Regions from separate parts of the Sus scrofa genome. Here regions 1, 2, 4 and 5 are each linked to region 3. Evidence: chromatin contacts called from public Hi-C and promoter capture Hi-C data. All regions are on one chromosome and are shown on one strand. The core of a region is the stretch at or near the end of the contact, and the rest is flanking DNA. Distances in the headings are between cores, read along the strand shown. Region 1 holds the start of PRPF31 (U4/U6 small nuclear ribonucleoprotein Prp31). Region 2 holds the start of RPS9 (40S ribosomal protein S9). Region 3 holds the start of MYADM (myeloid-associated differentiation marker). Region 4 holds the start of LENG1 (leukocyte receptor cluster member 1). Region 5 holds the start of CNOT3 (CCR4-NOT transcription complex subunit 3).

Region 1 (4,420 bases), core at 1,837-4,336, 270 kb before region 3:
CCGGTCTCAACTTCCTCTGCCCACCCTCCTCACCCTCACTTCACGAGCAGGACACTGCACAGCCTCACTCTGCCACCTCACTAGGACGAGAAATACTCCCTCCGCTTGGCGGGTGCGCCTCTCCACACATCCTCTTCTCTCCGGCTGTAGCAGGTGCCCCTCCCCACCATGTGTGGGCCCCAAACGGGTGACAGATGTCCTAAACCGGTGGGGCCCACCATGCCTAGAGCCCCCAAGCCGATCACCTTGGGCCCCGGGCAGCTCTTCATTGACCCCAGGTGCTGCGCGATCCGTCGTGTTTTCTGCGAGCCCCACGCAGTGGAAAAGGTTGGGAAGCACTGCTCAACGAGGCACAGTCCCCACCACAATCTGGCCTCCCAGGGCTTCTTTTGTTCCTTTTAATAAGAAACCTTTCCCTTTTTCTGGATTTTTCCTCTTTCCAAAAGACAAACAGGCAGCAAACACCCATGTCCAGAGAGGCGAAGTGGGTGACCTAAGTGAGTGAGGTCTGCTGGGGGCTGGGCCCCAGGGAGGACAGAAGCCTGGAGAACCAGGGATTATGCCCAGTGTAAAGGCTGAAGACACGCCCAGGGAGTGGCAACGTGGGCTCCAGGCTGCCAGCTTTTCTGATTTCTTTCAAGAAAAGTAAGAAGTTCTGAATTTTCATCCCTCCCAGTTTGAACAGTTTCTTCCTTTTCTTTTTTGGCTGCCCCATGGCATATGGAGATCCTGGGCCAGGCATTAGAGCTGAGCCACAGCTCTGACCTAAGCCACAGCTGTAGCAACACTAGGTCCTTTAACCCACTGTGCCAGGCCAGGGATTGAACCTGCATCCTGAGCTGCAGAGATGCTTCCGATCCCCACAACACCACAGTGGCAACTCCTGAAAAGTTTCATTTTCATTATTTATTTACTTACTTACTTGGCCGTGCCCACAGCATGGCAAAGTTCCAGGGCCAGGGATCCAACCAGAGCCATAGCAGTGACAACACCTATTAACCTATTGAGCTACCAGGGAACTCCTCTTAAAAACAAAAAAACAAATAGGAATTCTCATCGTGGCTCAGTGGTTAATAAACCCGACTAGTATCCATGAGGATGCAGGTTCGATTCCTGGCCTCTACCAGTGGGTTAAGGATCCAGCGGTGCTGTGAGCTGTGGTGTAGGTCGCAGACCTGGCTCATATCCCATGTGGGTGTGGTTGTGGTACAGGCTGACAGCTGTAGCTACTATTCAACCCCTAGCCCGGAAACCTCCACATGCCTCGGGTGCAGCACTAAAGAGCAAAAAACCCCCAAAACAAAAACAAATCACCGCAGTACAAGCCCAAACAAAATGATTACAGGAAAGATTTGGCCGCTGAGCTGCTGGTTTAGGACCCCTGGCTGTTCAGTTGCCTCTGAGATGTCTTCCCTCATAATCTCCCATCTCCCCAAGATGGAATGCCCCCTTAATACTCACTTCTAGTTATAGGACACAGCTTTTCCTGGTAAACGCACCTATGTTATTTCACATACAACTTTCTCTAAAACTCTCCTCACTTTCAATTAAGGAACTCTTCCCTTACAGAATATAATCCACTCTCCGAATAGAAGACTCAAGTATCTCTCTCTCTCTATATATATATTTTTTGGTCTTTTTTTAGGGCCGCACGTGTGGCATATGGAGGTTCCCAGGCTGAGGGTGGAATCGGAGCTACAGCTGCCAGCCTACACCACAGCCGAAGCAACGCCAGATCCAAACTGCATCTACGACCTACACTACAGCTCCTGGCAATGCCGGATCCTTAACCCACTGAGTGAGGCCAGGGAGCGAACCTGCATCCTCATGAATGCTAGTCAGATTCCTTTCCACTGAGCCACGATGGGAACTCCACAAGTATCTCTTCTTATCCTCTGTTTCCTCACTAAACTAAGCAAAACTAGGGACCGTATCTGTCTGTTCATCTCTGTATCTCCACCAACTAGCAGAATATCTACCATATACTAGGTATTCAGGAAATAATCGGCAGGGAGTTCCCTCTGGTTGCAGTAGGTTAAGTAACCAGCGTTGCCACAACTGCGTGGCTCAGATTGATCCTTGGCCTCGAACTTCCTTATGTCACCGGTACAGCCAAAAGAAAGAAAGAAAGAAAGAAAAGAAAGGAGGGAAGGAGAAAGGAAGAAAGATTCAGTAAATAAGTGAATGAGCAATTTTATGTAATCCTTTAACCCACCTCAATATGGTCTCCTCTCTCTGAGTCTCTGAATATATAACTTTTTCATCCCTAAAGTAGGGACACAGATGCTATTTCCTGCAGCGTGGATCTTCTCCGACACCAAGACTAGAGCCTAACCCGCTGTTGTTATACATCTTATGAACTCTTTGTTGGCTTCAACACTTAAGAGGCTCTAAATGTCTAACATTTTGTTTAATATCCATCTTCCCCATCAAGCGAAAATTTCAATGAAACTAGGCACTAAGTCCGTACTCTTCATTGCGCGCTACTCCCACTGCCCAGCGCAGCACCTGGCACGTAGCAGGTACCACATCCTCGCTGGATTCCAGCCAACCTCTCCAGCCGCAGCCCCCACCACTAGTCCTTCTCACATTTTTTCTTTCACCAACTTCTTCCCCTCACTTTAACCGGCTCAACACCTTCCTCATCCTTCGGTTCTCATTCTACATTCTGCACCCCACTCCAGAGTGCCTAGGTTGCTTGGTGAAACACATCCCATGCGCCCTGTGTGGACCCTAAGGCGCTTCACACGTTGGTGATTTTTTAAGTAATGACTTGTTTAATCCTGTCTCCCCAGGCACCATGGAAAGCGCTAAGGGCGCTGAGAAATTTTTTTTGGCCCCAAAGCCGTAACACTGTAGGAGCATATGAAGCCTCTGGGTAGTCGGTCGACACTTTCACACTTCCTCCTCTAGACCCAGGAATCCGACCTCCCGCCCTCCTCTCGTCCCCATCACACTCACCTCTTTCCCCCTCGCAGAACCGTTCCTAGGAAATAGGCGTTCCAACAGCGGTCGACGCTCACTGATGACGTCTTACCCTTGCGCCGTCGTCGAGGCAAAGCTGCGCTCTGATTGGCCCACGCCCCGCGTCGTTCCCGGCCGCGTTTGGAACAACAACTTTATTAACACTTCCCGCTAGGCAGAGAATGGGTGAGCAGGCGGTAGAGGGGGCTTGTTTGGCTCGTGGCCCTCTGTGAACTGAGTCTGATCAGCGGAGAATCGCCGTAGTCTGACCACAGGGTGTCAAGACAAGAATAAAGGCGACGGCAACTCAGGCGACTGGTGGAGACGTTCGACGAGAAAGCAAGGCCTTTATGCCGGGAGTCGGCGTGGGGTTGGACGGTTTGGGGAGCGGAGCCGGAGATCGGAAACTACAGCTCCCAGTAGGCGTAGCGGCGAAGTCCCGGATGTGGTGGCCGTGAAGCCTGATGGGACCGGTAGTTTTGCCAACGATTTAACCTAGCGGTTTGAGATTGGACCTCCTGAGGCCTGAGGCGCTCGGAGCCGGAGAGAGATGGAGCTGGAGCAGAGAGAGGGGTGAGTGGCTTTGGGGGAAACTACGAATCCCAAAAAACCTTGCGGCTGCGTAATGGCAGTCTTCTGCGTTGAGGACTGACGGGGATTGCAGTTCCTGCAGCACTTTAGCTTAGAACTCTTTTAGGGACTGGGGTCCGTATTCCAGCCTCCTGGGTTGGGGGTGGAGGGTGGGGAAGCTACGGGTTTAGACTCCTGATAGGAGAGACGACGAGGTTGGGGGCCGGGACTCCTGGATTTGAGTGAGGGATGGGGGGCTGGAAGCCCCGGTGATACTCGAGGAGGAAGAGTCTGGAGGTCTAGATTCCTGGATCCTGGGAAGGGTGTGCTGGGGGCCAGGGCCTGAGGAAGGAGAATCTAGCAGCCTGGACGCCTAGATCCGGGGAAGAAATGGTTGGGGCTCAAACTCTTGTGGATCCTGGGAAGAGGGGGCTGGGGGCTCCGGACTTCTGCGTCTGAGGGAGGAGGGGGCTGGCGGCTTGGCACCTGGTCTGAGGGAGGAGGGACTAGGTGCGGAGGTTCAGGGATCCTGAGTCCCCTGACCCTACAGGACCATGGCAGCCGTGGGCTTTGAAGAGTTCTCGGCGCCGCCAGGCTCAGAGTTGGCGCTGCCTCCGCTGTTCGGTGGTCACATCCTGGAGAGCGAGCTTGAAACAGAAGTGGAGTTTGTGTCTGGGGGTCTGGGCGGCTCCGGGCTCCGGGAGCGAGATGAAGAGGAAGAGGCAGCGCGGGGCCGCCGGCGCCGCCAGCGGGAACTAAATCGCAGGAAGTATCAGGCACTAGGTCGGCGCTGCCGGGAGATCGAGCAGGTAGGTGAGTGTGGATTCCCCCGTTTTGAGGTCCCCTGGCCTTAATTACCAGTCCCTCCGGGCCGCTGCCTGTCTAG
Region 2 (4,119 bases), core at 1,252-3,751, 350 kb before region 3:
GTTTCCCATGTACTATTAAACCACCAACATCCTTAAAAAAGAACCATGGGGGAGTTACCAATGTGGCACAGGGGGTTAAGAAGTGACTGCAGAGGCTCTGGTCTAGGTGTAGACAGACACTCCAAGCCTTCCTCAACCTCTGATGTCGATGAACACTCACATTTAACAGTGAGGAGTGTAAACACACTTCCTTCCTTGCACATTAGGAGAAAATTCCGACTAGCAACCCCAGATGCCCAAGGAAGCCCAGTTGGATTCCCAGCCCCTCCTTCTTCTCATGAGAAGTCAAGATTTCCTAGGCTCAGGCCAAAAGCATTATCAGGATGACACCTATAAGGTAGCCAATTTTAGCGATAACTAAAAATAAACACTTTAAGTAAATCTCATCTCAGTAAAAGCTGTTACAAAAAAGCAAACAAGATACAACAAAACTATTTACAGCCAGACTCCCATCTGTTAAGATCAGGAACTGTACTGTGTTATCTCTTGCACATCCAGAATACAACGTACAAAGTAGGGCATAATAACCCAATTTACTGATTACTTGTGCTGACAATGTAAGAGAAACTACTAAAATTTGAATTATCATGTCAACTGCTGCTTTTGAAAGCACTCCATTAACCCTGTCTCATGGTAGAAATTTAAGTCCTTCAGAATCTAAGACAGTTCAGGAGTTCCTGTCGTGGCTCAGTGGTTAACGAATCCGACTAGGAACCATGAGGCTGCTGGTTCGATCCCTGGCCTTGCTCAGTGGGTTAGGGATCCAGCGTTGCTATGAGCTGTGGTGTAGGCTGCAGATGCAGCTCAGATCTGGCGTTGCTGTAGCTGTGGTGTAGGTCGGCAGCTGTAGTTTCAATTAGACTCCTAGCATGGGAATCTCCATATGCCGAGGGAGCGGCCCAAGAAATGGCAAAAAAAAAAGTTTATTTTGTTCCATATACTTTACCAAAATTTACTTATTTTTACCTTCAAGTTACAATGTGATCTCTATGTTTCCCCTCCAAAAACATTACCTAAAATGTTTTGGGAGTTTTTTGTTTTTTACTTTTTAAGGCTGAACCTGAGACATAAGGATGTAAATTCTCAGCTAGGAGTTGAATCCGGGCTACATTCACGACTCTGCCAGCCGCAGCAAGGCAGGATCCAAGCCGCATCTGCGACCTACACCAGAGCTCACGTCAATGCCAGATCCTTAACCCACTGAGCAGGCCAGGGATCAAATTCACATCTTCTTGGATACTAGGGCGGTTGGTTTTCATTGAGCCACAACGGGAACTCCTGCAAATTCTTCCCTGTGACATCCACAGGTCCTCTCCTGTCCAGGCCTTGGCTACATGTCCTTGATCAGTGTTAAAGCAGGCACATGAGATTCTTCCTGCTAAAGCATCCAACATTTGAGATACTCCACTGTCTATTCCCACCAGCAGCGAACAAGATACATACGGAAGAGTACTGTTTCACTACAGCCAAGTGCCCACACTTGCTTGGCACTGTAGGTTCCAATTAAGAGAAAACTGAAATTCAATGCAAGGATAAACCAGTCACACCTAAGGGCCTGAATTTGGATCCAAGCCCATCTTCCTAGCCCAGGACTCCAACTAAAGGCTGGCTCAATTGCTCCATATAACACCTCCGGTCGTTGAGCTAGCCTACAAGGAAGAGCAGAGCTCTGCACCTCATCCTACCCCTGCGGGATCACATACACACCTTCAAAAAGACGCCGCGGGTCTTTCTCATCCAGCGTCAGGAGTTCCCGGGCAGCCTTGCGGATCTTGGCCAGAGTAAATTTGACCCTCCAGACCTCACGTTTGTTCCGGAGCCCATATTCGCCTGCAAAAAAACGGGCAAATGGGCTCAGTCCCACGGACTGGTGAAAACGTTAAGCCTGGTGGCTTACAGGATCACAAGACTGGTCCGTCTGGGGAAGGGGACACACCACAGGACTTGAAAATAATGAACGAGTGGGTAGCCTCCCCCACGTGTTAGCCTTCTCAGGCCCGAAAAGCAGAAACCTTGCCTTACGTACTAACCGATCAGCTTCAGCTCTTGGTCGAGGCGAGACTTCTCGAAGGGTCTCCGAGGGGTCACATAAGTCTTGCGACAAACCCAACTCCGAGCAACCGGCATGCTGGCGCTGCTCGCCCGTCTGCGCCTGTGCGGGAAAGAGTGGCTCGTGAGGCCTCCGCGCAGCGCCTGCGCAGTCCCACAACCACGCTAAGATCTCATGGCGGCCACGGAAGATCTCGTGAGACTCTCCCCTGAAGCTTTTACAAGCAGCATCATCGCCACTACTTTCCAACCACCCTCTTTTCATCTCCAACTTCTTTAGCGTACTCATTAAAACTCGAATGGCCCACGAAACCTTACAACCCACACCTGGACTAAAGAGCACCCCAGCACGCCTCACCCACAGACTCCCGGACGGAAAAAGAGGCGCACGCGCCCGCCGGCCACGGTCTTATAGCAACGTTGCCGTCTGCTGACGTCAGCGCGCACAGCGTAAGCCTGCACCAATCAGAAAAGGCGTTGGCGAGCGGAAAAAAGCAGTCGAAACGAAAGGTTGTGCCAGAGCGGCACACTGAACTGGGAGGACCTTGTCTCCGACGGGAGGTGGGAGTACCGTCCCTTGAGAAATGAAAGCTCCTCTCCGCCCCTGGGGGGGTGATTTAAATCCTGTCAGCTAGCCAACGAGTCGCCGTATAAAGTTGGAGACGTTACCGCCACCACCATTAAACTACAGCCGGCTCTAACTCTGTGAAAAGATCCACAGAGAGCTGCGCGAAGCAAAAGCTCCTGCCAAGAAACGCTCTCACATCCATGAATGATGAAAACAGTCTTGTCAGAGTTCCCATCGTGGCTCAGCGGGTTAAGAACCCGACTATGCTTCGTGAGGATGCGGGTTCCACCCCGGGCCTCGATCAGGGGGTTAAGAATCGCGCGTTGCCGCAAGCCCCCGGGTAGGTGGCAGATGCGGCTGGAGGACTCAGTCTGGCTGAGGGGTAGGCCGGCACCCGCTGTTCTGATGGGACCTTTAGCCTGGGAACTTACACACGCCGCTAGTGCGCCGGTAAAAAGAAAAAAAAAAAAAAAAAAAAAAATCACTTCGTATCTGAATACTGTCAACCCGAAGCATAGCCAGAAACCAGCCTGCCCTTTTGAACTCTGGCTACAAACCTGTCTGAGGATTGAAGGCAGAAATTGAGGATTCAGGGAGTTCCTGTTGTGGCTCAGGTGAAATGAACCCAACTAGTATCCATGAGGATGCGGGTTCAATCCCTGGCCTCGCTCAGTGAGTTAAGGATCCTGAGTTGTAGTGAGCTGTGGTGTAGGTCGCAGACGCGGCTTGAATCCTCCATTGCTGTGGCTGTGGCGTAGCCAGCAGCTGCAGCTCCGACTGGGCCCCTAGCTTGGGAACTTCCATATGCTGCAAGGTGCAACCCTTAAAAAAGAAGCAAAAGAAAAAGAAATTGAGGATTCAGAGAAGTCGCAGTTGCCTAGGGATACGCAGTTCTGATAGGCAAAGGATACACTCTTACATCCTGATAGGATTCCGCTTTTGCCCTCTTTGCTTTTTAGGGACAATGGGGGAAACGATCTTGGTAGAAATTGGGCCATACCTGGAATATTTAGCAGCTAGTGTCTCTGGCTACATGCCTCCCTCAGCATGGGCCTCATTAATTCATTTCTGTAACAGATACTGATTAAGCAGTGTAAGGAACTGTTTCACATGATGGCGCATAGCCACCAATAAAATAACCCTTATGAAGCTTTGAGTCTTAGGGGAACAGGGGAAAAAATACAGTAGGTCATTTCAGAGTGGTGCTGTGAAGAAAGTAAATGACTGATAATGACTGAGGGAAGATGGTACTTTATTTTTTGTTTGTTTTGTTTAGATGTTGTGACCATCATTTAATTTTTTTTTTTTTTGTCTTTTTTTTGGTCTTTTTCCAGGGCCGCACCCAGGCTAGGGGTCTAATCAGAGCTGTAGCTGCCGCCTACGACAGAGCCACAAAAACTCAGGATCCAAGCATCGCCTGCGACCTACACCACAGCTCACGACAACGCTGGATCCCTAACCCACTGAGTGAGGCCAGGGATCGAACCTGCAACCTCATGGTT
Region 3 (4,193 bases), core at 927-3,426:
CTAATAAACGCATCTGAAAGAAAGGCTTTGGGCCTTTGAATTGAAGGAGAGTCGTCGGTGAGACACGTGCTAGGAAAACTACCAGTTGTTTGTGTTTGTTTAGGAAAATAATTATTTACAGATCTGAGCAACAGATCAAGTTAATGTAGAAGGGCAAGCCAGTCAGATTAGTATCACATTTTTTGATGGCAGTACCGTGTTCCAGGAGATGGTGGTTTAACAAGTGGATGATACTTAACATAAGCGTTTTTTGTTTATTATTTTTTTGATTTTTAGGGCCACACCCGTGGCATATGGAGGTTCTCAGGCTAGGGGGCCAATCGGAGCTGTAGGTGCCAGCCTAGCCACAGCCACAGCAACACAGGATCCAAGGCACATCTTCGACCTACACCACAGGTCACAGCTAGTGGGGTTTTTTTTGTTTTTTTGGTCTTTTTGCCTTTTGAGGGCTGCTCCCGCGGCATATGGAGGTTCCCAGGCTAGGGGTCTAATTGGAGCTATAGCCACCGGCCTGTGCCAGAGCCACAGCAACGCCGGATCTGAGGTGAGTCTGCCACCTACACCACAGCTCACGGCAACGCTGGATCCTTAACCTGCTGAGCAAGGCCAGGGATTGAACCCACAACCTCATGGTTCCTAGTTGGATTCATTAACCACTGAGCCAGACGGGAACTCCTTTTTTTTTAAATAATAAAAAAAAAATCTTGACGAAGTGGGGCTTATTCTAGGAATGCAAAGATGGCCCACATTTGGAGATTATTAAATGAACTTTATCATCCTAACAGAGCTAAGAATAATCACACGATTGTCCCCGGATATACTAAAGGGACACGATGAAATTTAATGTATATGGAGGTTAACACATAATGTAATAGGAATATTTTTAAAATATTGATAGAAGAGTCCCTGCTGTGGTGCAACAGGATCAGCGGCTTCCCTGGAGCCTAGGGACACGGGTTCGATTCCCAGCCCAGCACAGTGGGTTAAGGCTCTGACGTTGCCGCCACCAAGGCAGCCTTGGTCGGAACGGCAGCTCTGATCTGGCCCCTGGCTCAGGAACTTCCATATACCCCGGCGTGGCCAAAAAGGGAAAAAAAAAAAAAAAAAAAAAAAGTTTTTTTAAAGAAATAAAATATTGATAGCCTAAAATTCAAGATCTCAATGAGCAAATGTTAGAAGCTGTGATAAAAATAACCCGAGAATCGGAATTTACATCAGGGCCAAGCCAAGAACCCCCACGATCTTCGCTGCAACCGCACACAGATAACACATCCTCCACAGAGGAGCGGCTGGCCTTGACCATCGCGCCCCCCCTCCCCCCACCGCGAGACACTCTGATCTCCGACTCACCTGCCACGGAAAGTGTTCCGAGGAAGAGACTCCGCTTTCCGTGACTCAGCACTTTCGTTTGCTCAGCGATCTTTGCGTAGCTCCTGCTTTTGGGCACTCGTTCAGGTGCGCGTGCTGTCCCGCTGGGCTGGGACAGAAGAGATCCTGGGGTCAGGGTGACACAGTCTCCCCCACGTTTCTCTTCGTTTCCCTAAAGGGTTCTCGCAGGATCCATAGCTGCGACTTTCTTCCTCCCGACAAATGGGCTTGTTTGAGGAAAACCGAGCCGGGAGCGTAAACCGGTGCCTTTCTCTGCTCCCCCTCCCCCCCGCCCGACTCACTCCAGGGTTGTTAGTCGCCGGGTACTTTTTAATGCGGCCATGAACTAGGAGACAGAGGGAGGGATATTTTCTCAGCTGTTTTCTTTCTCCCCCTTCCTTCCAAACTAAAGCAGTGAATTGCTTGCCCTGCCGTTAGATGCATATACGATCCGGTACCCCCGAAAGCATCTGTTCTCTTAGAGTGGAATCCTTTACCAGAATCCACCTACCCGCGTGGCTTGCTGAGTAGGGCTTGGATCCTTGTTCCGGATCTGAAACACGTGACCACCTTCATCGCCAAAACTGCCACGCAACTTTGGGAACTGTCTTTCCCCTCTGCTCAGAATCACTGGCTTTTAAAAATTAAGAGGTTTTTCGTTCCCCTCCTTCGAGAACAATAGCATCGTTTAACTTGGAGTTTCTTAGAGTGTTACTAAGATATCCCAATTTGGCGACTGTTAAATGGAAGCTAATACCTCTGCTCCTTGAGATTATTCCTAGTTGCTCTCACGTGCTCAGCTGTGCTCAGGCGTGAATCATGTAAAAGGTTGCCCTGGCGACGCTTTGATGAGTTTCACTTCCCGCTGCTGCAAGGCTGGCTTTGTTTTTTTTGCTGCTGTGTTGGCGCGCCCTCTGCTGGGGATACACACGCTCTGCAGTCTCGGGCCCGTCCAGGCTGGACTCTGAGGCAAAGGTCAGAGGTCCCTTTACAAAATTTAACAAGGGGCCCTCTCACCGTACCCTGGGAATATAGTTCCAAGTTTGCTTATGACCATCCATGGAAGCTTCAAGTTTATTAAAAAAAAATGTCCCTTGCCCTGATTGCGCGGCAATTAAGATATAATTATTTCTGATTTGCAGGCCCTGTGAATTATGTAATTGAAGCCTCAGTCTGCTCATAAGTAAAAGCTGACTCCTCAGTTACCTGCTCATTAAACTTTGAGTGGATTCACACGTGGGCGAGAGAGGTTTATTGCAACAGCCAGCTCTGCTCCCAATAGTTTTAAATACAAACTTTGACGTGTTCCTACAAGTACCTGGATGGAAGAGATATCTAAATGCAGCTTTTTTGTGCAGTTTGGCATCTCCCAAACTAGGAAGCATCTTGTCATTGAAGGCATATTACTCTAGGGGTTCAAGCCGGAGTGGCCATAAATACATGGAAGTCACTTAAATGTCCATCAACAGATAAATGGATAAGGAAGACAAGATACATACATAGATGGAATATTACCAGCCAGAAAAAGAATAAAATTTCCCCACTGGCAGCACCATGGATGGACCTAGATCATATCATAGAAAGTGAAGAAAATCAGATTTAAAAGGCTAAATACTATATAATATCACTTACTGTGGAATCTAAAAATGGTACAAATGAATCTATAGAGAAACAGAAACAGACTTATAGCGAACGTATTTATGGTGACAAAAAAGGAAGTTGGCGGGACAAATTATGGGAATGGGAATGGGAATGGGATTAACAGACACACATGGCCATATGTAAAATAAACAAGGATTTACTGCGGAGTAAGGGAACTAAACCTTATCTTGTAATAAATTAAAATGGAAAGGAATAAAAAAAGTCTATATGTATAGCCGAATTCCTTTGCTGAACACCTGACACTAACACAATCTTGTAAATCAAACAGGCTTCAACTGAAAAAAAAAGATTCTTTGGCCACTGCCAATGATGGTCACATCCGCCTGCTGCAAGGCGAAGGCTGTTTCTCCTGCTGTGTTGGCGCGCCATCTGCTGGTGATACCGCTGCAATGCAGGCACCGGCACTGCAGTCTGGTCAGTGAGACAGAAGTCAGAAGTCCCTCTGAAAAATCCACCAAGAGGCCCCCTTCAAGGTCCCCTAGAAAAATCATTCAAAATTTGACTCTCGCCATCCATGGAAGGTCTGACTGAAAAATTCTCTTGCCCTAATTGACTGCTGGGCGATGAGAAAAACGTTTTAATGGTTTGTAGGTACAGTGAATTATGTAATTGAAGCCTCAATCTGCTCATATGTGAAAGCTGACTCCTCAATTACCTCGTGTGCTCATGAACCTCTTGAGTAGATTCACATGTGGGCTTAAAAAACTCTCAGGACAGCGAGCTCTGGTTTCAGTAGCTTTAAATACAAAAAAGAACGTAGAAGTGTTCCTGAAACCAACTAGGTGGTAGGGTTTTCTAAATGCACATTTTGGACACTTCAGCATCTCCCAAACTAGGATGAGTCTTGTCATTGAAGGCACATTATTCTAGGGGTTCAGCAGGAGTGGCCATACAGATATGGATGCTACTTTAATATCCATCAACGGAAAAATGGATACGGAAAATATGGTGTATATATGTAGATGGAATTTTCACCTGGCAGCAACATGGATGTACCTAGAGGATATCATGGAAAGTGAAGAGAATCAGACAGAAAAGCATATTGTATGATATCACTAACTGTGGGTGAATCTAAAAATGGTACAAATGAATCTATATAGAATATAGAGACAGAAACAGACTCATAGACATTGCAAACATACTTATGGTCCCGAAAAGGAATC
Region 4 (4,758 bases), core at 392-2,891, 310 kb before region 3:
GCGACGCCTGGGTCCTAGCGTGAGGGAACACTAGATCCTGAGAGGACGGATCTGGATGAGGCTCCCGGATGTGGGAGGAGGAGGAGGAGGAGGCCAGGGCACTCCAACTTTCAGGTCTGAGGGAAGAGGGGACCCGGACTACTGTGTCCGATGGTGTTAAAAGAACTGGGACTCCAGGATCCTGACTGAGAAGAGGGGGCCAGGGTTCCCGGTGGAGGAGAGTCTGGGGCTCAGACGCCTGTGTCTCACATTCTCTCCTTCCTGCGCCAGCTCACCCTCTTCTCCACCTGCTCCCCGGCCTCCCGCACATTTCGGGCCTCTACTGTGAATTTCTTTTTCCCCCTGGTGCTTCTCCTGGGTCTGGCCATCTCCGCCGTTCCTGTGCTATATGGCATCTTCGTGTAAGTGTGAGAGGCACCTGCCTCTCTTTCCCTCCCTCTTCCCACTTCCCTCCAAGGTTCTGACTTGTGGCCATCCTGGAGCTCTGCCTGTCTGTCTCTGACTTCAGGATCCCACCTTCTAAGCTGTGTGGTCCATTCCGGGGGCAGTTGTCCATCTGGTCCGAGATCCCTAAGTCTATCGGAAGCCTCCCCGAGACTGCCCAGAATTTTCTCTTCTTCCTGGGGACCCAGGCATTTGCTGTGCCCCTTCTGCTGTTATCCAGGTGAGGGCCCCAGACTCCTGCATCCGGGTTTGAACGTGTGATCTGGGGTCCTACTTCCGAGAACGGAGGGGGCTGGGGGCCCAAACTTCTGGGTCTGCGGGAAGAAGGGAACTGGGATACTAGACTTCTTGAGTCTGAAGGAGGTCCGGGCCCCTGGTTTCTAAAAGAGTCTTACGTCGAAGATACACTAAGCGTGTTTGGGGAGTGGCTTTCATTCCGTCTCCTCTAGCATCCTGATGGCATATACTGTGGCCCTGGCTAACTCATATGGACGCCTCATCTCTGAGCTCAAACGCCAGATAGAGACGGTGAGTCAGGCCGGGTCCTTGGCAAGGGGTCCCGGGGAATCTAGAGATCTGTCTCACCTCCACCTCTCTTTACCCTTTACCCCAGGAGGCACAGAATAAAGTCTTCCTGGCACAGCGCGCTGTGGCACTGAGCTCGGCCAACGGAGCTCTTTGACCTTCCCAGCCTGGTTCAGGGTGACGACGTCTCGCTTTCAGACAGAGACCCACCCCCAGATCCTTTGAAGGTCTCGGCCGCGTCGTTTGGAAAATGAAAGAACTGGAGAACATCCCATGCCTTTCCAGCCCTGGGGGTCGCTGCCTCTCCAGTGAACCCCTTTCTTGTATCAATAAACACAACGGAGGCTGCTGAACGCTTTTTGAAACTTGTGTCCGGAAGCCGGGGGCAAGACTTCAGCGAGACAGAAGCCAATCAAATGCGTTGGCCGGGGAGGGTTGGTGTGGAGGGCATTTCCTCGAGAACACCTGGTGGGCGTGTCAGCCAATCAGCGGCTGCGTTCGGCAGCGTCAGGGCGGGGACACTTGTGATGGACTCGGGATCTTCAGGAGAGGCCGTCGCTGGGCGACCGCACGCGCGATGCTCCGCGATGGGAGGTGGGGGTCTCAGCCAATCAGCCTTTGCTACGGACCCGGGGGGGCGTGCCAAGTAGTCTAGGACCAATCCGTGACCGAGGCAGAAACAACAGGGAGGGGCCATCCTCCTGCCAATCGGAAGTGCTAGGAGGCGGGCCTGCCAGTTCGCGGACAGCTACGGCGCCATGAATATCCTACCCAAGAAGAGCTGGCACGTCCGGAACAAGGACAATGTGGCCCGCGTGCGGCGTGACGAGGCCCAAGCCCGGGAGGAAGAGAAAGAGCGTGAGCGGAGGGTGCTTCTCGCTCAGCAAGAGGTAAGCACCGAGCCCGGCCGGGGCTCCGGGGCTGAGCGCGCAGGCTCCTCGGGAGGGACCGGAAGCGGTGCGGCGCGCAGGCGCAGGGCACACCGTGGGGAATTTGGGGCTGGGTGCTTTGGAAGTATCTTCTCCTAGTGCTTTGATTAGCTCTCCTTGAACTCTCGCCGCTCTTGCTCTTCCCCCGCTCCTGTACTTCTCGAGGCCATAGTAGGAGCTCATGAAAAAACGAAGCCCTGAGTAGTTCAAGGAAACCCGGGCTACTTTTCAGTTTGCCTGCGCAAAGTCCCCATTTAGTGAGCGCCTGCTGCAGAACGCTTGACTTGCAAAATATCTCAAGCACCGTTCATTCTTAGAGGAGGCGCTATCATTTCTATTTTGCAGAGGGGTGAGATGCCTTCAGAGAGGAGGCCACAGCGAAATGACAGTGGAACAAGGCAATTCAGTTTTATCGGGCGAGCCCTTTGCCTGCACTGCCGGCCACACAGAAACACCAGAGGCAGTCTTTGTAACTCCTCACCTGTTTGATTTACACCTCACTTCCAGTCCTTTAGCTAATTTGGTGGTCAGCACTGGCTGGGGGATAGTTAGGGCTTTTAAAATTCTCATTTATCACTAGAAATTGCAAACCAACCGGGGATAGTGACTCGAAGCCCAACCTGGAATTCAGATCACCTGTTCTAATACATGTTTTGGTTGCCTTCATAGCGGTTTTTCTGTTTGTTTTTTTTTGGCAGTGCCCACCGCATGTGGGAGTTCCCAGGCCAGGGACTGAACCTGAGCCTTAGCAGCGACTTGAGCTGCTGCAGTGACAAGGCGGGGTCCTTAACCCGCTGCGTCACAAGGGAACTCCATTAATAGCTGTTTTTATTGTGTCACTGGAAATTCGGAATCCCTCTGGTTTTCTGTTTGAAAGGTAGCTTGCAAACCCAGATATTGCCTTATTTCTCCACCTTTTCTCGAAGCTGGGGCAGGTGCCTTTCCTGGCTCCGAGTGCCTCTGCTCCCTTCCTTACAGCCCCCGTCTGTGGTTGGCACTAGATTCACTGTTCCTTGAATCACATCTAGGTTCTGAATATTCTGCCTGTAACTTTCTTTTCCCCCAGGCCCGCACGGAATTCCTGCGGAAGAAAGCTAGGCATCAGAACTCACTGCCTGCGCTTGAAGCAGCAGAAGCAGGAGCCCCAAGGTCTGGCCCTGTGGATCTGTTTCGGGAGCTGCTAGAGGAAGGGAAAGGCTTGAGCAGAGGCAATAAAGAGTACGAAGAAGAGAAGCGACAAGAGAAAGTAAGTTGGTCCTGCCCTCTCCATCAGTCATGGATGGAGCTGGGGCTGGGGGAGCACCTTGCTTTCAGGTGTGACTGAGGGGTATTTAGGGACACAGAAGGAATCATATAGCTAATTTAGAGAACTCTTAAGAGTAATGAGGAAGTCCCTTTGTGGCTCATCAGTTAACGAACCCGACCAGGATCCATGAGGATGTGGGTTCCATCCTTGGCCTCGCTCAGTGGGTTAAGGGTCCGTTGTTGCTGTGAGCTGTAGTCTGGGTCGCAGACGCGGCTTGGATCCCCCATTGCTGCGGCTGTGGCGTAGGCAATGTGGGAAGACCCCTAGCCTGGGAACTTCCATATGCTAAGGGTGCGGCCTTAAAATAAAAAAGAAGAGTACTGAAACATAGCAGTCAAGAGAAGTTGGTTACTGTCGGGGTGCTAAGTACAAACCTGTCAGGTCTCTAACCTGGTGTCCAGATGTATAGATATCTGGGGAGTGTTAAGGAGCTTTGATTTTATTTTTTTTTAAATTTTTAAAATTATAGTTGATTTACAATGTTCTGTCAATTTCTGCTTTTCAGTAAAGTGACCCAGTTAAACATATATACATGTGTGTGTACATATATATATACATTCTTTTTCTCACATTATCCTCCGTCATGTTCCAGCACAAGTGACTAGACATAGTTCCCTGTGCTGTGCGGCAGGATCTCATTCTCTCTCCACTCCCACTCCCTTGGCAACAAGTCTCTTCTCCAAGTCCATGAGTTTGTTTCTTTTCTGTAGAAAGGTTCATTTGTGCCACGTATTAGATTCCAGATATAAGTGATAATGTATGGCATTTGTTTTTCTCTTTCTGATTTACTTCACTTAGTATGAGAGTCTCTTGTTCCATCCATGTTGCTGCAAATAGCATTATTTTGTTCTTTTTTATGGCTGAGTAGTATTCCATTGTGCATATGTGCTACGTCTTCTTCATCCATTGTCTGTGGATGGACATTTAGATTGTTTCCACGTCTTGGCTGTTGTGAATAGTGGTGCAGTGAACATACAGGTGCGTGTGTCTTTTTCAGTGAAAGTTTGTCTGAATATATGCCCAAGAGTGGGATTGCTGGGTCATACCGTACTACTATATCTGGTTTTCTGAGGTACCTCCCTACTGCTTTCCACAGTGGTTGGACTGATTTACGTGTAGGAGGGTACCCCTTTCTCCACACCCTCTCCAGCATTTGTTTGTAGATTTCCTAATTATGGCCATTCTGAACAGTGTGAGGTGGCACCTCAGAGTAGTTTTGATTTGCGTTTTCCTAATAATTAGTGATGCTGAGCATTGTTTCATGTGCCTGTTGGCCATCTGTGTGTCTCCTTTAGAGAAGTTTCTATTCAGGTCTTCTGCCCATTTTTCAGATGGGTTGGGTTTTTTGCTCTAGAGTTGTATGAATTGTTCGAATTATTTTAGAGATTAAGCCCTTGTCAGTTGCATTGTTTGAAACTGCTTTCTCCCATTCTGTAGGTTGTCTTTTTTTTTTTTTTTTTTATGGTTTCCTTTGCTGTGCAAAAGCCTTTAAGTTTGATTAGGTCCCATTGGTTTTTGTCTTTATTGCTTTTGAAGGTGGACCTAAGAAAACAT
Region 5 (4,689 bases), core at 621-3,120, 290 kb before region 3:
GGTCCAAGATGGCGGCGGCGGAGGAGGCCTCCCCTCCTCTCTTCTCGTCTCTGGCGCCGACCCGCCCCCGAGCCCTGAATATAGGCCTATCATTGCTCCGGTCGCACGTCGCTCTTGTCCCCCGGGCGCGCTTTATTGGTTCTTGGCGGAGATGCGGCCGGCCCCCTCTCGCCGATTGGGTGATCGCTCCAAGGCGCGGCGTTCGATTGGCCTCCTGCGCAGGCTGCTAGGATTGGCTCAGGTTTTCTTCCCCGCTCCTCCTCCTCCTCCCGCCTCAGGGCACAACACGCCAGCGCGAGGACTCGTGCGTCAATCCGGAGGCCTGTGTCGTGCTGATTGGGTACACCCGCCCCCCTCTCCTAAGCCAATTGGTCGGGGGGAGGAGCTAGGCTGATTGAGGGCGGGAAGTCGTCCGTCAAGTTTGGAGCTGTTTTCAATTGGCCGTGGGGGAATATTCTGCCCAGAAACCATTGGCTGGTCCGGGAAGTGGGTGGGGAAAGCGGAGGAAGGCATGGAGAGTGGGCGTTAAAGGCCGCGTACCTAATGGGAGACGGACAGGTGCTTTCAAAGCCGGGGCCAAGCTGAAGTCTTCTGCCAATCGAGACAGCCTCTGGGCCGAGAGGGAGGAGCCGGGCAAGAGGATCCACCCCCTCCCCCTTCGACGGCCCTGTTATCTTTCACCGCAACGTGTCCAATAGTGTGGCGAGTGGGCGGCACCCGCTCCTAAGGCGTGTGAAACCAGGCATAGCAGGCAGGCTTGGGACCCGGGTGCATCCTTCCGCCTCGCTTGTGTCCTGGCGGGCCAGGCCTGTCCCTGTCAGCCGCAGTGTCTTCTCCAGGTGCCTGTATTTGGCATGCCTCTGAGATTCAGAAGAAGGAAGAAAAAGAAGGAAGGAAGCCAAAGACAATGTCCCAAGTCACCGGCACCACGCATAGCTGAACTGGTTGGGAAGCGCTGTGGAGGCATAGTTTTTGTTCTTCCCCTGAGTGGTGACGTGACCGTGGAACAGTAACTCCTCTGCACCTCCGTTTGCTTGGCGCTGTGAGGGCGCTGCAGAAGGTACAGATGAGATTCCCCGTGCCCCTTCACGGTTGTCTCCTAACACCGGTCAGACCTCACCTCGGTGGTTTTCTCTCCCTGGCCTCCCTTGCTGATGGCTCACGAGCACTGTTCATGAAAATCTACTTTTGCAAGTATACCGTCATTTTCGTGGTTATTTGAGACGCCCCCTCCGGATTTTTGAATGCCCAGCGCTTGGCAACCGTTTGCATTGAATGAACACACGGATGAACACGGGGAATGACTTGCGGTTGAGGCTTGCAAAGTACTGGTGCTTTACTATCCGGGAGGCGTTTGCCCTGGGTCACACAGTCAAGACGGCAAGTCAGACATGCTCATCTCCTTTAGGTGGAGGAAAGTGAGGTAAATCCCAGGGAGATGCATGGGCGGTCCTGCATCAGAGTCGCCCACTGCAGGCAGACCATTCTTGTAAAAATGCACTGTTCTTGGGCCCACACAGACCTGGGGAATAAAGCCCAGGGATCTGCATTTTCACAAACTTCCTGGGTGATTATTAGTGATGCAGCAAAGTCCTGTTATTCAAAGTGTGGTCTCTGGATGGAGCAGTGCTTTTTAGATGTCTCAGGAGTCGCTGGGAGATTTGTCAAGTGCAGATTCTGCGGTTCTAACAGATTCCCAGGTGACGCTGATACCCACAGTTCACATTTTTTAAGTAGCAAGGGCCCAGGGCAGTTGTTCACGAACTTAGCTGCACACGAGAATCACCTGAGGGCTTAAAAAAAATCCAGATACCCAGGCCTTGCCCTAGACTGATTACATCAGAGTTTCTCGGGAAGGGAACCAGACATGAGTGATTAAAGACCCCGGAGTTGATTCCAACACGCAGCTCATCTGGTAGGGAATTTTCTAGTGGTTTTCAAAGTAGGGTCCCTGCATCCAGCAACATCACCACCACCTGGGAAGTGGTTAGAAATGCACCGCTTTGAGTCCCGCCATAGACCAACTTGGTCAGACACTCTGGGCTCTGAAACCCAGTTCGAGAGTCCTTCCAGGCAATTCTGAAGCATGTTAACCTTTGAAAAACTCCAAGGGTATGCAGAACGGTAGGGCCAGGTGACTCAGATTCCTTCTGGAGACTCCCACCTCCATGTCCCTGGCCTCCTGTTAGATTCCTTCTGGCCAGGGGAGAAGGGGACTCTGAAGAGCTGTGCACAGACTGCCCTTCCCTGGCACACGCATAGGCAGAGATCGGCAAAGGTGGTCACTTTTTTTTTTTTTTTTTTTTTTTTGTCTTTTAGGGCCGTACCTGTAGCATATGGAGGTTCTCAGGCTAGGGGTCGAATCGGAGCTGTAGCTGCTGGCCTACACCACAGCCACGCCACAGCAACGCCAGATCTGAGCCGCATCTGCGACCTACACCACAGCTCACGGCAACACCGGATCCTTAGCCCACTGAGTGAGGCCAGGGATCGAACCTGCATCCTCATGCATGCTAGGCAGGTTCAGTAAGCACTGAGCCACGACGGGAACTCCCAAAGGTGGGTCACTTCTAAGCAAGGCTGATTTAAAAGTTCAGGGATAAACCTGGGGAATGAGCTGTGTGACCTGGGGTAATTTGGCCATTAGAAAGAACCTCCTAGGAGTTCCCGTTATGGCTCAGTGGTAATGAACCCGACTGTATCCATGAAGATTTGGGTTTGATCCCTGGTCCCCATTCAGTGGGTTGCTGCGGCTGTGGTGTAGGCCGGCAACTGCAGCTCCGTTTTGACCCTTAGCCTGGGGACTTCTATATGCTGTGGGTGCAGCCCTGGAAACCTCCCCCCTCCCCCCCAAAAAAAAGAAAGAATGCATGAAACTCCCAGGTATGCAGACTCTTTCAGGTGAGGGAAGGGAGAAATTGAGAGAGGGCCACTGCAGTCCAGAGACAAAGCCCTGGGCTGAGGGAGGGACTGGGGTCCAAAGATACACAGAATCCCAGGTGATGACAGGGGAGTCCCAGAGAGGTCTCAGGACCCAGTGTGCCAGAAAGAGACCCACAGAGAAGCCCAAGAGGCCTCACTCCCCACAGGGCTGGTTCTGCCCTGTGCGCCCACCTCCTGGGCAACTAAAAGAAGTCCTGGGAGTTCCCTGGTGGCGCAACGGGTGAAGGATCTGGTGTTCTCACTGCTGTGGCTCATGGCACAGGTTCGATCCCAGGCCCAGGAACTTCCACGTGCCATAGATGCAACCAAAAAAAAAAAGAGAAAGAGAAGTGCCAACCTCCAAGGTAAGAGCCCACTGGGAAACCCAGATTCCAGCACAGGTAGACAGGCGCCCCCAGCAGCACTCTGCTTTTAGGGCAGAGAGCCTGTCTGCCCCACCCCAGCCCCGGCCTGGCACACTAGGGTGGGAGAGGGAGTCCTTGGCAAACACTAGACAGAAATAACAGCAGTGCCCCATCACAGGGCCTTGACGGTGCGCCCAGTGCTAAGTGCTGTCCCATGCAGCATACACAAGTCCCCAGTGCTTGCGGGTGCGTCCGGTGGTGTTAGTCTGGAAGCCTGGAAGGCAGAGGCCAGCCGCCCAAGATGCCACGACCACCCAGGGGGCCTGCGTTGAAAGCTGGGGCTCTCAGCAGCCACACTGCTCTGGTGCCAGAACCACCGAGGTTCTCTAACGGGGCCTGGACGTGGAGAGGGCGGTTCTCTTCCTGGGATCGCGTGACCTGGACTCCACGGGGCCTGAGCTTTGTCCCCCAAACCTTGCAGCTCTGACACCTCAGTGGCCCAGGTGTTTGACAAACGATCACTAGCCAAGGACAGGTCCTGATGATGTGCTTTTAATCGCACTTTCCCCCCAGAGTATCTCCTTTCCCAGTTAAAAAGGACGCGTGACGAAGCCTGGCTCTGGTGTCTGAGGGAGGCGGCATTCTCCGTGCTTGGGGGCTGGGCCTCCTGACATCCCAGCACCGGCGACGGCCTGGCGGCTCTCCCTGCCGCCACCTCCCAGCCCCATCCTGACCCCTTCAGAAAGGGGGGGGCCTCTGTGTCCCTTCAGCGGGCAACCACCCAGGGCGCCGCCCCTCAGGTGGACATGATGCCGCTTTTCTCGCCCTTGACCTTGAGGAACTCGGCCATGCTGGAGAAATACTTCTGGTTGGCCTCAGCCACCTTCTTCTCCGCTGCCTGTGGGTTCACGATCTCCAGGCCCTGGACAGTGAGGGAGACGGGCTGGGGTGGGGAGATGGCCTGGCCCCTGACGATGTCCCCCCAACCCCTTCTCACTGGTCCTTGGGCTCTGGGCGAACGTGAGGACAGTCCCCACGTCCCCAGGTCGAGAGACTGACTCTGTGGGTGCAGTGAGGGGCGGGGGGGGGCCCTGGGCATCTGAATTTCTAACAAGTTCCCCAGGTGATTTTAAAAACACCACCGTTTGAGAAAAGCCGGTCCTGTTCAGTTCCTGAATGAGGAAACAGTCCCAAGAGTAAATGGCCTGCCTGCACTCCCAGCACGGATCACACCAACCCTCCGAGGATTTTGCCACCGGCTCGGGACCCCACACGTGGCAGGCTTGGCTCTGAATGATCCTCCTAGAGGCCTTCCCTGGGGGTCCCCTCTCCCTCCTTTTTCTCCCCAGAACATCTCCGCTTCCAACAGACTATGCATCTTATTTATCTGTCCCCTGCTGCC

Evidence for each region. Promoter capture Hi-C pulls out the DNA fragments that hold promoters and counts their contacts. A called contact is a pair of places that touch in the nucleus more often than the background predicts.
Region 1: a promoter capture Hi-C map of liver shows a contact between it and region 3, with 2.5 times the contacts expected there. The contact joins the promoter of PRPF31 here to the promoter of MYADM in region 3. A contact is called at or near these places in 2 of 5 promoter capture datasets (fetal liver and liver) and 4 of 47 Hi-C or Micro-C datasets (embryonic fibroblasts, heart right ventricle and mesenchymal stem cells).
Region 2: a promoter capture Hi-C map of fetal liver shows a contact between it and region 3, with 2.6 times the contacts expected there. The contact joins the promoter of RPS9 here to the promoter of MYADM in region 3. A contact is called at or near these places in 2 of 5 promoter capture datasets (fetal liver and liver) and 1 of 47 Hi-C or Micro-C datasets (embryonic fibroblasts).
Region 4: a contact with region 3 is called in a Hi-C map of epiblast stem cells, with 3 times the contacts expected there. The contact joins the promoter of LENG1 here to the promoter of MYADM in region 3. A contact is called at or near these places in 1 of 5 promoter capture datasets (fetal liver) and 3 of 47 Hi-C or Micro-C datasets (epiblast stem cells, heart right ventricle and liver).
Region 5: a Hi-C map of liver shows a contact between it and region 3, with 7 times the contacts expected there. The contact joins the promoter of CNOT3 here to the promoter of MYADM in region 3. A contact is called at or near these places in 1 of 5 promoter capture datasets (fetal liver), 1 of 47 Hi-C or Micro-C datasets (liver) and 1 of 2 datasets of contacts at active chromatin or transcription factors (alveolar macrophages).

What each region holds. Positions count from the first base shown.
Region 1 is chr6:56,008,421-56,012,840 of Sscrofa11.1, forward strand. PRPF31 (U4/U6 small nuclear ribonucleoprotein Prp31) reads right to left here and starts at 3,087. Exons shown (of 14, transcript XM_003127413.5): 1 at 2,962-3,087. TFPT (TCF3 fusion partner) reads left to right here and starts at 3,076. Exons shown (of 6, transcript XM_021094886.1): 1 at 3,076-3,537; 2 at 4,085-4,343. The coding sequence starts at 3,515.
Region 2 is chr6:55,924,779-55,928,897 of Sscrofa11.1, forward strand. RPS9 (40S ribosomal protein S9) reads right to left here and starts at 2,502. Exons shown (of 5, transcript XM_021094879.1): 1 at 2,408-2,502; 2 at 2,031-2,152; 3 at 1,708-1,830. The coding sequence starts at 2,127. It overlaps LOC100521666 (a long non-coding RNA gene), which reads left to right and starts at 2,579. Exons shown (of 2, transcript XR_115980.5): 1 at 2,579-2,957; 2 at 3,952-4,119.
Region 3 is chr6:56,276,401-56,280,593 of Sscrofa11.1, forward strand. MYADM (myeloid-associated differentiation marker) reads right to left here and starts at 2,177. Exons shown (of 6, transcript XM_021094908.1): 1 at 1,880-2,177; 2 at 1,351-1,477.
Region 4 is chr6:55,968,944-55,973,701 of Sscrofa11.1, forward strand. It overlaps LENG1 (leukocyte receptor cluster member 1), which reads left to right and starts at 1,642. Exons shown (of 4, transcript XM_003127415.5): 1 at 1,642-1,859; 2 at 2,965-3,144. The coding sequence starts at 1,728. TMC4 (transmembrane channel-like protein 4) reads left to right here. Exons shown (of 15, transcript XM_003127416.5): 12 at 271-401; 13 at 509-664; 14 at 894-972; 15 at 1,058-1,322. The coding sequence ends at 1,126.
Region 5 is chr6:55,991,270-55,995,958 of Sscrofa11.1, forward strand. CNOT3 (CCR4-NOT transcription complex subunit 3) reads right to left here and starts at 1,871. Exons shown (of 18, transcript XR_002344772.1): 1 at 1-1,871. PRPF31 (U4/U6 small nuclear ribonucleoprotein Prp31) reads right to left here. Exons shown (of 14, transcript XM_003127413.5): 14 at 3,818-4,209. The coding sequence ends at 4,084.